2 separate regions of the Sus scrofa genome follow, and region 1 is linked to region 2. Evidence: chromatin contacts called from public HiChIP or PLAC-seq data. All regions are on one chromosome and are shown on one strand. The core of a region is the stretch at or near the end of the contact, and the rest is flanking DNA. Distances in the headings are between cores, read along the strand shown. Region 1 has its middle 76 kb from the start of KCNJ15. Region 2 has its middle 33 kb from the start of KCNJ15.

The links. HiChIP or PLAC-seq counts read pairs in DNA pulled down with a chosen protein or histone mark.
Region 1: an H3K27ac HiChIP or PLAC-seq map of alveolar macrophages shows a contact between it and region 2. The contact joins two enhancer-like sites. A contact is called at or near these places in 24 of 47 Hi-C or Micro-C datasets (adipose tissue, alveolar macrophages, blood and 14 more) and 2 of 2 datasets of contacts at active chromatin or transcription factors (alveolar macrophages and skeletal muscle).

The regions. Positions count from the first base shown.
Region 1 is chr13:201,968,181-201,971,357 of Sscrofa11.1, forward strand. No RefSeq gene overlaps it. Among named protein-coding and RNA genes, the nearest start is that of KCNJ15, 76 kb to the left of the region's middle. Within about 2 kb of position 1,806, at least 11 of the 83 cell types and tissues checked have an H3K27ac peak or open chromatin away from gene starts, as enhancers often do. A contact at or near this core is called in adipose tissue, alveolar macrophages and retroperitoneal adipose tissue, where this site is marked.
Region 2 is chr13:201,859,316-201,862,261 of Sscrofa11.1, forward strand. No RefSeq gene overlaps it. Among named protein-coding and RNA genes, the nearest start is that of KCNJ15, 33 kb to the right of the region's middle. Within about 2 kb of position 1,641, at least 6 of the 83 cell types and tissues checked have an H3K27ac peak or open chromatin away from gene starts, as enhancers often do. A contact at or near this core is called in adipose tissue, alveolar macrophages and retroperitoneal adipose tissue, where this site is marked.

The DNA.
Region 1 (3,177 bases), core at 556-3,055, 110 kb after region 2:
TCTGTCTTGCTCCAGTTGTGGCAGGCATGTGTTTTCTTACAGTGTTTTAAACCAACATTTAAAATTGAGAAAGTTAGTTCCCATTGTGGCTCAGTGGGTTAAGAATCCAACAGAGTCTCTGTGATGATGCAGGTTCGATCCCTGGCCTCCTTTAATGAGTTAAGGATCCAGTATTGCGGCAAGCTACAGTGTAGGGTGCAGAAGCGGCTTGGATCTAGGGTTGCTGTGGCTGTGACATAGGCTTCAGCTGTAGGTCTGATTCAAATCTTAGCTCAGGAACCTCCACATGCCACAGGTATGGCTGTAAAAAGAAAAAAAAAATTTTTTTGAGAAAGTTCACATTCATGTTTGCCAGTTAGGACCTGACAGCCTCAAGGTTCCTTGTGGCTCTGTGAAGGTGAGGAACAGCTGCCCCTGTAGCTGGAGATTTCCTGTCCTCTTCACCACCATATCTGCTCTTTCTCCATCACAGAAGCTCCTGGTTCCCTGGGGCACTTCTTACACCACAGCAGCCCAACTTAGGTTCATCTGTGTCACATTTTAGATTTCACATATAAATGATATCATATGGTATTTGTCTTTCTCTGTCTGACTTACTTCACTTAGGATGAGAATCTCTAGATGATCCATATTGTTGCAAGTGGCCTTATTTCATTCTTTTTTATGGCTGAGTAGTTTTCCATCACATATATATGTATATGTATATATTTATACACATATACAGACACATACAATGATGAACGGGTAAAGAACATGGGGCACATCATTCTTTTAAGGTGCATGTGAATGATATGAAGTGTGACTATCAAGAGAAAAAATGGGAGTTCCCATCATGGCTCAGTGGTTAATGAATCCGACTAGGAACCATGAGGTTGTGGGTTCGATCCCTAGTCTTGTTCAGTGAGTTAAGGATCCGGCATTGCTGTGAGCTGTGGTGTAGGTTGCAGACGCAGCTCAGATCCTGTGTAGCTGTGGCTCTGGCATAGGCCAGCAGCTACAGCTCCAATTAGACCCCTAGCCTGGGAATCTCCATGTGCCATGGGAGCAGCCCTAGAAAAAAGACAAAAAAAAAAAAAAAAGAGAGAGAGAGGAGAGAGAAAAATGATACCACTCATACATTTCTCAAGCATTTAGTAAATCAAGAAATGAGTAAGGCAAACTGGAGGTCAAAGGATGTAACCGACACCCCTCCCAATGGGCTGGAAAAGAAGTATCACCTCCCCCCAAACAGCACATAGATGTTCAGGATAGACCCCCAGATTCCAATATCTTGATCTGTTATCCTTAGAGGATCGTACAGGGCTGTCAGATAACTTGTCCTCTTTGGGGGAGGGGGATGGAACCCAGTTCCTGTGACTACACACCTTCTTGCCCAGCCTACACAACCTTGAAGCCCAGAGGCTGCAGTGTCCTTGGCTTCCTGGCCAGGTGGCTGGCCCTTTCCCCAGCAGTTCCCAGAAGACCTGGTTCCTGGCAATTACACGCCTTCATTTTCCTTCCAGGTCTATTTTTGCCCAGAGCTGCAGATTCCCCACCGCAAGTCTCCATTCTTTTTCCCCAAGGACCCTATCTGTTTTCACAAAAGAGGGTTTTCCTTGCCCATTTCTGGTGCCTTTGAGTCACAGCCAGCATCCTTGCCAGTAGGTCATCAGCCTGCTCTGCTACCGAACCAACAACCCTGTCTTTGCCTCTGATGAAATGTTCCTCATGTGATCATCGGAATTTCAGCCAGAGGATACATGTGGGCAGAGCCTAGACGAAGGCCAAAGGCAACAAGCCCAGGAGAAAACAGAGACATGATGTCATCCCCAGTGACTACGGCTCCAGACACACTCCCAGTGGAGTCCGAGGCATCCCTGGGTGACCAAGATCCTCCTGATAGAGCAAAGCCAAGTGTTCCATCCTTGGGGAGGTCTGGAGACTTCAATGGACACTTTCGATGTTGAGTCTTCACCCTTGTATCTTGATTTCAGGTTCTACAAATAGTTAAGCATGAGACATCTCGCACTCAGATCCAGTATGTTCTCCACCAAAAGGCATGAAGCTGGAAGGGCTCCAGAAGAACACACACCACCATCTGTTGCAGTCACATCCTCAGTTAACTCCTGCCGCGTTGCTTCAAGAGGGAACACGTTAACTCATTGAGGGCAGGAACGTCTCTGTCTTATTCCATCGTTTATCCCTGATGCATAGAACACTGTTGACACTTAAGAAGTGCTAAGCCCATATTGGTGGGATGAACAATCCCTCTGATTTGAAAGGGAATTTATCAAGCTTTTACTCCACTGAACACAGGAAATCATCTATTATCACCCCTTTGGCTCTACCTCTGCAGAGTTTGCAAAGATTTCTTGGCAGGACTTTATCACCACCCCAGCAGGCATGAAGGTCCTTTCAATCCAGCTCACTTGTATGACCTTTCATCCCAGGCACTCAGTCTCCAATGCTTCTAGTAGGATACCCTTTGCCAACCACAGCCAGGTCGACCAGAAGGCTTAGGAAATTCCACACTCTATCCAGTGAGATCATTTCTGCCAGGGTCATGAAAGGATAAAGTTGTTCTCATCCTCAGTTTCTCTCCCTGAACTGACCCCACCTGGCAGGCCAGCCTCAGAATATCTGCAAGAGCAAGTGTTGTCAGGTTTTCACCCTAGCAGAAAACTTCAGCTCCTTATTACCAAGGTCGTGCTCCAAATACATTCCTCATTACCAGCCTCACGCTCTCTCACCCTCTTGGAGGACATGGGTTGGAACTCTTCTATTATCTTACTTCCCCAGTGGATCCCAAGTGATCAGAAATATAGGGAGAGGTGCAAACTACTGCCTTTGGAATGGAAAAGAAATGAGATCCCGCTCTATAGCACTGGGAACTCTGTCTAGTCACTTATGATGGAGCATGAAAGTGTGAGAAAAAAGAATGTATACATGTATGTGTAACTGGGTCACCTTGCTGTACAGTAGAAAATTGACAGAACACTGTAAACCAGCTATAATGGAAAAAATAAAAATTATTATATAAAAAAAGAAATATAGGGAGAGAGTCAGCCCAGGAATTCCTAAGCTGGCAAGGAATCCCTTCCACAACCATCTTCTCAAATTCCTTTTAATTTTTCCCCCTTCGACTTCCTCACTTCCCCAAAATGATCATAAAATACAACCACGATTCAGGATTAAAAT
Region 2 (2,946 bases), core at 391-2,890:
TTAGCTAGAAAATTGCTGGGCAAAGTGGGGAGTGTGCATTTGAACCCTAACTCTGTGAGTGGAAAAGGTCCCTGCTAATAGGTTCTTAATTGAGAAGATCTTGCCTTCGCCCCCAAATCCAGGCAGAAAGAGATCAACTTCCTTGTTGTAACCACATACTAATGGGTAGGTAATTTTCTGGTCCAAGTTGCACAACCCTATCCTAACGTGGCAATCTCCATTCCAGTCTTGCTTTGTCTGGCTCCAAGTCTTCAACTCCTGCCCCTGTATGGGCATGGAAAAGGTAGCCTGCTATGTTGACAAAAACAAATCCCCTCCACTTCCATCCACTTTGGCATCAGGTTGCACGTTTCTGGCATCTCATGAAAGCACAATGCTTTTTTTTTTTTTTTTCTTTTAAATGTTATGCAGTATGCCTAAATATTTCTGGCTTGAGAATTTTAAGGTTATGCAGGCTACCACAACACTGGCCACATACCCTAACATTTTAAGACCAGTGTTTATGACCTGCCCTAGGCTATTGCTCAAGCTGACCTCAGAGAATATTTCCTTAGATTCAACGTAAAGAAGAGCTAGAGGGTTAATATGGAAGCTAACCTTTTAAAAACAGTTCTAAAAATAAAATTCATAGCTCAGATACTTAAATGATGAATTAGACATTTGTGTTTCTTAAATTGTCCATGGATGCTGAGACCTCTAATTTCTTGAACGCCTTGGGCACAGAATAATGATACTGTGGTTTGCAGGGGCAGTTCCACTAGCACCCAGCAGGTGGCGCACATGTAGCCAGCCTCCGGGGAAGGAGGGGTCTTCAGAAACAGAAAAGAGACAAGAATGACTCACTTATCTTTTCAAGGAGAGTTTGGATATGTGTACATATATGACTGAATCACTCTGTTGTACAGCAAAAATGATCACCACCTTGTAAATCAACGATACTTTAATACAACTTAAAAAAATAAAAATTCATAAGAAAAAAAGAGACTAAAAAAGGAGAGTTTTGATGGAGGTTGGAGTTGTGTTAAGTTTGACGCAGTCAGGGAAGCTGATATACCTTCATCTGTCCCCAACGACACAGGAAAACATCTTATGCCAACACAACTCTATTTTATTTCATTCAACTTCCTCAAAAGGGAAAAAAAAAAAAAAAGTGGTTTCCCAACAGCAGAGCGGGAGGAAAAAGGGGGGAAATATCCAAAGAGGGGGGAGATTCTGCATTTTATGGACCACTTTTATCAGGTGTTTCTTTCTCAGAGGGTAAAACACCATTGCTTTTGCCCCAGCTTGATTAAAAATGACCCATCCTCCCCCCTCAACCCCCGCCCCCCCCCAAATACAAAACAAACAAAATTATGCACAGTCTGCTCTGCCCTCAGCATGGACTTTCCTCTTCAGAAGAGGAAGCCTGTGTCCTGAACAGGCAACCCCTGCCCTGGGGGAAGAGAGGCCTGTCCCTCGATGCCCCAGTGTGCTGGGCTGAGCTAAGACAAAGGCTTGCCCTATTCCCATCAGCCCCAAGGACAACAGAGAAATTCCTTGTGAGCCTAGGGCTCTTTGGGGAAGAAGAGCCTGTCAAGGCCTCAGCCCTGGTGCTGTAATTTAGATGCATGGAAGCCCTCATCCCACCCCGCACAGCACAGGTGGTCACAGAGACACACCCAGGGATGTGCGCACACGCCTATCACCCACAGGGACCCTACGTCACCCTCTCCTTCCCCGAACACTAAATCTGGGAGTTCCCAGAGGAACAACCATGGGCCAGTCTCAGTGATAAGTGTGAGAGCATCAGCTTCTCACAACAGGCAGCTGGGGGGCCAGAGGCTTCTCCATCACCTTCCCATCTGGCCAGGGTCATCTGGACTTGTGCAATTAGAGGCTCAGCAAGGGAGATCCAGCAGAACTTCAGGTAGAAAAAACCCAGTGTAGGATTTAATCATAAGAAGAGGGGAAAGGATGAAGCAAAATATTCAGATCAGGGCGCATGGAAAAGGCAGGACCGGAAGGTGACTTTGTTGGCATCTGACATGCTGCATGGCATCAACTGGAAAACAAAAATAAGCATTGGGTGGGGCTAGAAAGCACCAGAAAACAGAGGCGCTGAAAAATGCCAGCTGTGGTTGGGGCCGATCTGGGGCGCCTGGGGCAGCGTGGGAAGGCAGCATGCAAACCCTCGGACCACCTCCCACCCACTCCGTCCTGTTGTCCTTTCTATATAGTGCGTTGGACATGGCAGGGGGGTTCCTCAGCGTGCAAGCTCCGTCCTGGAAAGACCACTTTGCTGTGCAGGGAAAGTTGGCCAATGTGAGACTTGCAGGTTTCACAGTAAGGCACGAGTCTGTGACAATGAGGGTTCCTGTGCAGAGGGCACTGCAGTGTTCATGAGTCTGTGTGCAAAACCAGATGCCTTCCCGTTACACTAGATGGTGGTTTTCTTTGTTGTTTGGGGTTTGTTTGTTCATTTAATTTTTTTATTACTGGAAGTCTTTGTAAGAGAAAGCAATTCAGTTCCTCTTCTCAGTGACTGACTCAACACCTTCTTGTCACATGTGTCACATTTTCCTCATTCCCCCCCACTCCTGCCCCCCACCCCCGGACTCACAGTTCTGTGTCTGCTCTCTCCTGGGGCTTCAGGATAGTTACCTCATTCATTTTTTAGTGTTTGTATTAAATAGTAGTAGAATAAACCACACCCCTTCTTGCTGTCCTTGGAAATCCACTCATGTTTTCCACTCAGTCACTGGCGTTTTTGTCAAACTCCTTGAATTCAGATTGAGAGGTTCAATGGGGAAGTGGCCGAAACGCTTAAATTCAAGTGAACCATTTTTAATGAAACCCCCATAGACTCCTGCTGTTTTATTCTTACTTTGTATAAGGATTAATAGTATTCATTCTATTACCCATCCAATATTAGTAAAAGATAGAAGCATTTTTACTTCCTTAAATATG